Linked DNA regions of Capra hircus: region 2 is linked to region 1. The links are chromatin contacts, called in public Hi-C maps. All regions are on one chromosome and are shown on one strand. Each heading gives the region's core, a stretch centred on a gene start, on an enhancer-like site or on the middle of the called end of the contact. The rest is flanking DNA. Distances are from core to core; before and after follow the strand shown.

The links. A called contact is a pair of places that touch in the nucleus more often than the background predicts.
Region 2: a Hi-C map of liver shows a contact between it and region 1, with 6 times the contacts expected there. The contact joins two enhancer-like sites. A contact is called at or near these places in 2 of 5 Hi-C or Micro-C datasets (blood and liver).

Annotation. Positions count from the first base shown.
Region 1 is chr14:37,858,447-37,862,585 of ARS1.2, forward strand. PAG1 (phosphoprotein associated with glycosphingolipid-enriched microdomains 1) reads left to right here. Exons shown (of 9, transcript XM_005689126.3): 4 at 752-959; 5 at 2,534-2,585. The coding sequence starts at 835. Among named protein-coding and RNA genes, the nearest start is that of ZNF704, 110 kb to the right of the region's middle. Within about 2 kb of position 1,930, at least 3 of the 5 cell types and tissues checked have an H3K27ac peak or open chromatin away from gene starts, as enhancers often do.
Region 2 is chr14:38,153,138-38,157,276 of ARS1.2, forward strand. All of the region lies in intron 2 of ZNF704 (zinc finger protein 704), which reads left to right. Among named protein-coding and RNA genes, the nearest start is that of ZNF704, 190 kb to the left of the region's middle. Within about 2 kb of position 2,319, at least 2 of the 5 cell types and tissues checked have an H3K27ac peak or open chromatin away from gene starts, as enhancers often do.

The DNA of each region.
Region 1 (4,139 bases), core at 680-3,179:
ACCCTCAGTTTGTAGTTGTTTATAGCTAGGCTTCTTTGCTGCTGGTGATGTGTTCTCAGCACAGACTTTCTTCCAGTGTCTTGAAAGTAGACTGAATGCTTACAAACTTTCATGAAAGCCAGCCCTGAAAATAAAGTCATAGGCTCAGAACAGGTAACTGTTTCTGAAGGTGAGTATAAAGACTGTCTGTGTCATTAATTGTATTGACCTTAAACCTTCTCGGAGAGAAGCAGGCTTGGGGAGTTGAGGATTCAAGTGGGGAAGAAAAACGTAGCAAGCTACGTTTTTGTGAAAGCTGTAATAAATGGTTTACAGTGTTCTATGGGAAAAAAGAACCCAAATATACGTGTATTTATTTGTTTCTTTTTCAGCAGATTTTCTCCAGGTGAAATATTTTGTATTTATTTAAATATTTAAAAGTGAAAAGTAATAATTAAAAAGACTTGGAGTCTTACTTGAAAACATTAAGAATCTATCCCCCAAACTTACAAAAATAACATCTGTGGCCTCAAACACAGAGCTAGGCACCACACACTCCTGCTTTGCGTTTTGGGTGAGAAAACAAAAGCACGGACCACAGAGGGGTACTTGTTTCAGGTCGAGTCCAATGCGTTCTTTACACACCTCCCTGATCTGCTCAGACTTGCCCCCAGCCCCAGCTCCCATCTAGCCCCTCCCCAACAGGAACTTGCTACCAGATTCTAGCACCTCTCCTGAGAAGTTGTCAAAACACAAGCTGTTCTCTCTGCAGGAAGACGCCACCCTCTGCCCCCATGTCGCCGCCTTGGAAGGACTGACTGACTGCCGCAGACCGCGCCACTTCCCGCCCCCACCATGGGGTCCGAGGGAAGCTTGCTGATCGAGGGACAAGCACAGGTCATCCTGCTGGGGAGCCTGGCATCTGTGGCCACCTTCTTCCTCATCACCTTCCTCCTCTTTCTGTGTTCCAGTTGCGACAGGTGAGAGTGATGTGTGTCTACTGGAGCCTTAAAATAACACGTTCCTGGGACCTAGAAGACCTTCTGTATTAAAAAGCCTGTGATGGATGGCATCCCACTGCACTCCTGTGATTAACTGCCTTCTCTCCTGCAAAGGGGCCCAGGACACTTTTTATTAGCTCAATGAAAGGCCATTTTGGTTTTCCCGGGGAGCAACTGGAAGAGACCTTATATATGAAAGCTCTTCTCATGAGCACACCCATGTCTAAATTTATATTGTCTCTTTCCATCTGTGGACATTTGGAAATCTAAGCATGATGTGTATTAAACACACTCTTTTTTGCTACCATTTGAGAGTTACTGAGAATTTTTGCTGCTCTGTAGCTGTGGAGGGGTCATTTTATTAAAGACGTGTAATCTAGAACTGCAGTTTCTTAAGAAACAGATTTTTCTAAAAGAGAAACATTCTGTGTATGAAATAACCATCTTGTCTTATTTTAGAACTGCACTTCTCTCTCTCTTGACTCCTTCGTATAAAATGTGTAACCCTCCCACCAAAAAAAAAGCTGGGGTGGCGGGGGGATCTTTGCTTGGACAGAAACAGAGTCCTTCCGAAGCCAGAGTGATTTTCCAGGTGTTCAGACATTGTTACAACATATGCCGCTCTCTGGTGAGTTGGCTGCTACTGGGGCAACCAGAGCAGACCAGCTGGCAGCCAACCCTCCTCCGAACTCTTCTCAATAACCTTGGAAGAGAGTTGCCAAGTGTCATTTAAAAGTCTGGATATGGCTTCCTGCACTGAAGTCTCTGTCAAAAAGAGAAAATCTGGAGTCCCTGAACTCAAGTAGTGCCGGTTCGGACCGAGGTCTCCTGAGCTGGGATAGCGTCCCGCTGGCCAGGAAGATGAAGAAATAAGACCCAGGAGGAGAGGAGTGTCAACTCTCCTGGGCCTGGGAGGGCCTGTCTCTGTAATTATTTATGCTCCCGCTAGGTGTCACTGTTGCCTTATACATTTATGGGAAAGGTAACCTCTAGTACTGATGGCTTTCTTTAGCCTCTCCTGAATAAAAATAAATTCTATTTTTACTGGATGGACTTTTCCATAGTCTGGAAGTACACATGACTCATCCTGAGAGCATGTACCCTTCCCAACAAGCCAAAAGTTGTATTTTCCTTATTTTCTCAATCCCCTGGCAGTGTGTGACTTTGCAAAGACTGAATTAAGAAAAATGAAGACATGAGAACTGTCTGGACTTCCTTAAAAAAAAAAAAAGAAAGAAAGAAATCATCCGAGTATTCTAGATATAAACAGTTTCTACTCAAGAAACTGCCCCCAGTTCTCTTGTTAACTTGTATTTTCTACTCCTGGAGGAAGTGGGGGCAAGAGAGCTGGCTAGCCCCTTGCTAGGACTTGACCCCTGCTGCCTACAGAGGAGGGGTAAGTTGTCTGGCTTCTGGTTTCTCAGTAAAATAAACTCGGTTCTTTATCAAAAGAGAGATTTAAGTATTGATACAGTTTGGATAGGAAAGGGGAGTGTATGTTTGATTTTAGGTAGCACGTTGGTATTACAGCCACGTTTCCTTTTCTGTTTCAGAGAAAAGAAGCCAAGACCGCACAGCGGGGACCATGAGAACCTGATGAACGTGGTGAGTGTGCAGGCACGTGTGTGTGTGCACACGTGTGTGCACTTTGAGGCATCAGCCACTTCTCTAAGCAGGTCCCTGCAAGCTTACAAGCTGAGGGCAGCAACTCAGCCAGAGATAACTGGCTGCCTGGACTGAGCCCTTGTGCTGGAGGTTTAAACTCCCCGTGGCTAGCGTGTGTGCATGCTCAGTCACTTCACTTGTCTCCGACTCTTTGCAACCACTGCTCGAAAGATGCTCAGATAGTTCCAGCTTACCGCAGGGATGTTTCTGTTTCGCCTCTGCCCAGCTCCAGCTGGTTTATTAGTTGGCCACAGCTGTCATAACAAAGGACCGCAAGCTGAGTGGCTTAAATAATAAATTTATCATCTCAGTTCTGGAGGCTAGAAATTCAAGATCATGGTAGCAGCAGGCTACAAGGGCGTGTGTGTTCCAGGCTGCTCTCCTAGCTTCCAGTGGTGGAAGCACCTGCCTTTGGCAATGCTTGGTTTGAAGACTCTGCCCTCACTATCATATCTGTCCCTGTGACTCTTCATACCATCTTCCCTCTGTGTGTATTTATGTCTGTCCAAGTTCCCCTTTTAGAAGGCCTCTGATATGATCTCATCCCTCATCTTAACCTGTTTCATCTGCAGCCACCCTGAGTCCATAGGAGGTCAGTTTTGAGGTATTGAGGGTTAGGACTTCACTATAGGAATTTGGGGAGGATGAAAATTCAACCCGTAACAGCTGATCCGTAAGCTCACAGGAGCCTGAGACCCCCAGCATCCTAGATGGCCTGGCCCAGTTTTCTTGCTCTGTGTCCTACAGGGTCCTGACAAGCCCAAGGGCCTCTGGATCCACCCAGGTGAGGAGCAGCTTAAGTGTCCTGGTCCCACCATGTTACGCTCAGGCCTGTGCCCTTAACTGGCTGAACAATACTAACAGCTGGGGCCACCCTCGTATTGTTGTTGAGTCACTATGTTGTTGTTGAGTCACTAAGTCGTGTCTGACTCTTTGTGACCCCATGGACTGTAGCCCACCAGGCTCCTCTGTCCATGGGATTCTCCAGGCAAGGATACCGGAGTAGGTTGCCATGCCCTCCTCCAGGGGATCTTCCCAGCCCAAGGACTGAACCCATATCTTCTACTTGGCAGGCGGATTCTTTTCTGCTGAGTCACCAGGGAAGCCCCTGCCTTCATATACGCAGGATAAAACTATGAAGTTGCTTCCCCTCCTAGATGTAATTTTTCAAGAACAACTGTTAATCTGTCCGAGGAAGAAGGGGCAAAGAGGAACGATGGATGAGTGAGGGATCTGGAGGTGAGGTCTGGAATGAAAAAAGCAGCCAGCAGTCAGGTTCCGAGCCCCCTAGCAGGCGCCTCCAGTCCCGGGCACCCTGCCCTGTGAATGTGGGAACTCTTCCAGCCCAGGCCAGGAAGTGGTCAAGTCTCCTCTCCTAGGAGCCCCTGGGGTCCTCCCTTTTGTCTCTGCATGCAGGTGGCTCACCCACCCACCCCTTCCCGGCTTCTCAGCACCACCCTCCCTCCTACCCTCACCTTGTCACCCCCACTGCAG
Region 2 (4,139 bases), core at 1,069-3,568, 300 kb after region 1:
TTTTGCCATTTGCAGCAACATGGACTGTCAATCCTAAAGGAAATTAGTCCTGAATATTCACTGGAAGGACTAATACTGGAGCTGAAGCTCCAGTACTTTAACCACCTGATGTGAAGAACTGACTCATTGGAAAAGACCCTGATGCTGGGAAAGACTGAAGGCAGGAGGAGAAGGAGACAACAGAGGATGAGATGGTTTGATGGCATTGGAAAAGACCCTGAAGCTGGGAAAGACAGAAGGCAGGAAGAGAAGGGGACAACAGAGGATAAGATGGTTGGATGGCATCACCAACTGATGAACATGAGTTTGAGCAAGCTCCAGAATTTGGTGATGGACAGGGAAGCCTGGCATGCTGCAGTCCATGGGGTCACAAAGAGTCAGATATAACTATGCATGCTCACACACACGCATAGTATAGGTCAGGTAGTATACATAAATTATTTAATTCTTCCAAAACCCTGTGAGGTCAGTATTATTATTCCCAGTTTATGCAAGAGGAATGAAGCTGCATAAAGCTACAAGATTTGCCTAAAATCACTCATCTAGTAAATGGAGTTGCTGGGAATTAACCCTCAGTCTACTTTGCTGCAGGATCTTTCCTTAAGCTCAGCACTAGGCTGAATACTGGGGGGCTAGGGGCACAGAAGTTAGGTTTTTGGATGCTTTCAATCAGCCTCCTAAGATCATAGCTATAATTATACATTATTTAAAAAATAATGGCTATAATGTATTTGCCAAAACATTAGATGACTGTTTGGGGAGAGAGGTGCTGTTAGAAAGGCTGGTGATGGCTGAGACAGAAAGAAGGAGAGAGTCAGGTAAGTGCACAGCTGAGCCTCAGAAGCCCAAGAGTTTCTGCATGAGGGCGAAGGGGGATGGTCTCCTATGGGGCAGGTCAAAGGTGGGCATCCCTGCCTGACCTCAGTGAGACTGACAGGAAACTGACAGAAAAGAAGATTAACCTCAGAGGAAAGCCCAGATACAGGAGAGGGGAGAGGGTAAAGGATTACTGACGATGGAACGTGGGCCCCAAGGTGCAGAGTGACAAGGGTGGTGGGAAGACCCAAGGGGAGCAGAGCAGCAAGTGGGAGAAAGAGGGAGGGGACTGAGTGTTGACTTTTCAGGCAAAGTGAAATGGACATCAAAGCGTTGCCTAGTGCCACGTACTCATGGGCGCTCCATGGACCAGTGCCAGTCTGCAGCCTGTCATCAGCCCACAGTGAGCTGGGCACAGAAATTGAGAGGAAGCAGCAGCTTAATTTGCATAGCAGTTTGACATGATGACGTCTTCCACTGGCACTAGTAGTAAAGAACCCATCTGCCAATGCAGGAGACATAAGAAACACGGGTTCGACTCCTGGGTTGGGAAGATCCCCTGGAGGAGGGCACCGCAACCCACTCCAGTATTCTTGCCTGGAGAATCCCCACGGACAGGAGCCAGGGAGCCTACAGTCCATGTGGTCGACAAAAATCAAGCACGACTAAAGCGACTTAGCATGCATATCTTCCACGGGTCATTTTCCCCCTTGTATTTGACAGAAGTATTGATCCATGACTGATTAGAAATTTCTTAAAAATTATCCTTCCCCACAGGTAGTGTCAGAAGTACTGACCTGTGTTGCCTCACGTATTATGATGTGTTTGCTCTCATTTTCCCATCTTGTTTGATCAAGGCCACTGGACACCGTAATAAAATGGGCAGCTTCTCTCATCTTCCTTGTGGTCTTGAAGGAAACAACAGCTAAAATGAAACTGGAAGGAAGAGGACCACTTTTGCTACAAGATCCCTTTAGAAAGAAAATGAAGTTTTTGTGCTTTTTAATCGCATTTAACAGTGACTGAGTCCAGTTTTCCAAACTCTCAGGGAAAGCTCTCCCAGAATTCCAGGATTGAAGATGTCACTGTGCCCGTTCTAGTGGGAGAGAGTTTATTTTCAGACTTTATTCCTGGTCTGAAGACTACCACAAGTTTTAAAAGTAATTGAACTCGGTCTAGACAGCAGATTTCAGTGGTTGCTAAGGAACTAGATTAGTTCTAATCTGAGGGATGTGGTATTCATTTTTATTTCCGTTTTCTTACTACAGCATTTTAATTGCAGATAAATGTCTTTTATGGCTCTCTAGGGTGTAAAACACTTTTCTGTTAGCTGGTGGGTTAGCCAGGGGAGACCGTGTTTGTACACACCCTCCAAGCAGATGGCATTCAGGCATGACGTGTTTCAAAAGAAGAAAAACGCTTCTTGAGGCATGAACAATAGCCGGGCTTGTCAGCGCAGGCCAGGGCCAAGCGCTCAGGGCCGGCCAGCAGCACCCACCCGTGCAGGAGACCCCAGGCCTGGGGCCGCGTCCGCTGATGCTGCACACACCCCCTGACTGCCTCTTCATGTCACAGGTTCTGTCATCCCGCAACCTGCTGCCACAGTCACCAGGCAATCAATTCCTCAGATAAAAGATCAGTTGTCAAACCCCAGAAACTCATTTTCCACGCGGCAGCCAGGGTGAGCTTTTTGAAAAGTAAATCTGATAGCATCAGCTCAACTTGACCTGACCTCTCCCCACCCGATCCTGCTGGAAACACCTCAGTGCTTCCCAGGCCTTTAAGATAAGAGCCTTAGAGAACTCCGCAGGCCCGACCCAGCTGCCCCTCCCCAAGGGAGGCCTGCCAGACCCAGCTGGCCCTCCACATGGCCCTCAGCCTTGCTTCTGAAGGCAGCCTGGCCTGTGCTCCCGCACTGCCCGGCCCTGGGCTCGTCCACACCCTCAGAGAGGCCACGGCCAGTGCCCCTTCCATTCCTGAGCTGGGAGCACTCCCGTTAGCCAGAAGCCCCCAGTCCAGACCCTCCTACCTGCATTTGTCACATATGTGCGGTGGTTTAGTCACTGAGTCGCGTCTGACTCTTGTGACCCCATGGACTTAGCCCACCAGGCTCCTCTGTCCGTGGGATTTTCCAGGAAAAAACACGGGAGTGGGTTGCCATTTCCTTCTCCAGGGGATCTTCCCCACCCAGGGATCGAACCCAGGTCTCCTGAAATGGCAGGCCTATTTACCCCTGAGCCACCTGGGAAGCTAAGTTTATGTTTATCCATGTGTCTGATGAAGGTCTGATTCTCCAACAGAGCACAGCTCAGGAGGGCAGAGTCTCTGCCGAGTTTTCTCGAAACTGTATTTCCAGGAACTAAAAGAGCCCTTTTGGCCACCTGATGTGAAGAACTGACTCATTTGAAAAGACCCTGATGCTGGGAAAGATTGAAGGCGGGAGGAGAAGGGGATGGCAGAGGATGAGACTGCTGGATGGCATCACCGACTCCACTGGACATGACTTTGGGTGGACTCCGGGAGTTGGTGATGGACAGGGAGGCCTGGCGTGCTGTAGTCCATGGGGTCGCAAAGAGTCAGACACGACTGAGCGACTGAACTGAACTGAAAAGAGCCCTGAGCACATAGCTAGTAGTGCAGCAATGAGGGCTGAGAGCAGAAATACAATCCAAATGGTCACTGGAGGCTTTGGCTGCTTGTGGGGGGACCTCAAGAGTCATGATGCCGTGAGCCACATCCTTGCCAAGCCGCCAACATGTGGCACTAGTGAGGAGCCCAGCAGCTGCTCCTCGCACACAGTTGCCACCTCCTTCAAAGCACCTCTTGTGAAGTTACAACTGTGTCTTTAAGAAAAGTAATACCATCAGCACCACACACACACACACACACACACACACACAAAGAAAAGCAACAACTGCTAATGCTGGTGCTGAATAAGAAGAACAAGTGAGGATACCTAACACTTTCGTCTTTCATGGGGGTTATGTGCTATGAGCGTGTTCATGAACTTGAAGGTTAATAATGGCTAACACCCATGGAACCGTGACTCTAGTGAGGCTGTATGTTGGTACTCATTTAATCTTCTCAGTTCAGTTCAGTTCAGTCGCTCAGTCGTGTCCGACTCTTTGCGACCCCATGAATCGCAGCACGCCAGGCCTCCCTGTTCATCACCATCTCCCGGAGTTCATTCAGACTCACGTCCATCGAGTCCATGATGCCATCCAGCCATCTCATCCTCTGTCATCCCCTTCTGCTTTATTGGCATAGTCAATAAAGCAGAAATACATGTTTTTCTGGAACTCTCTTGCTTTTTCCATGATCCA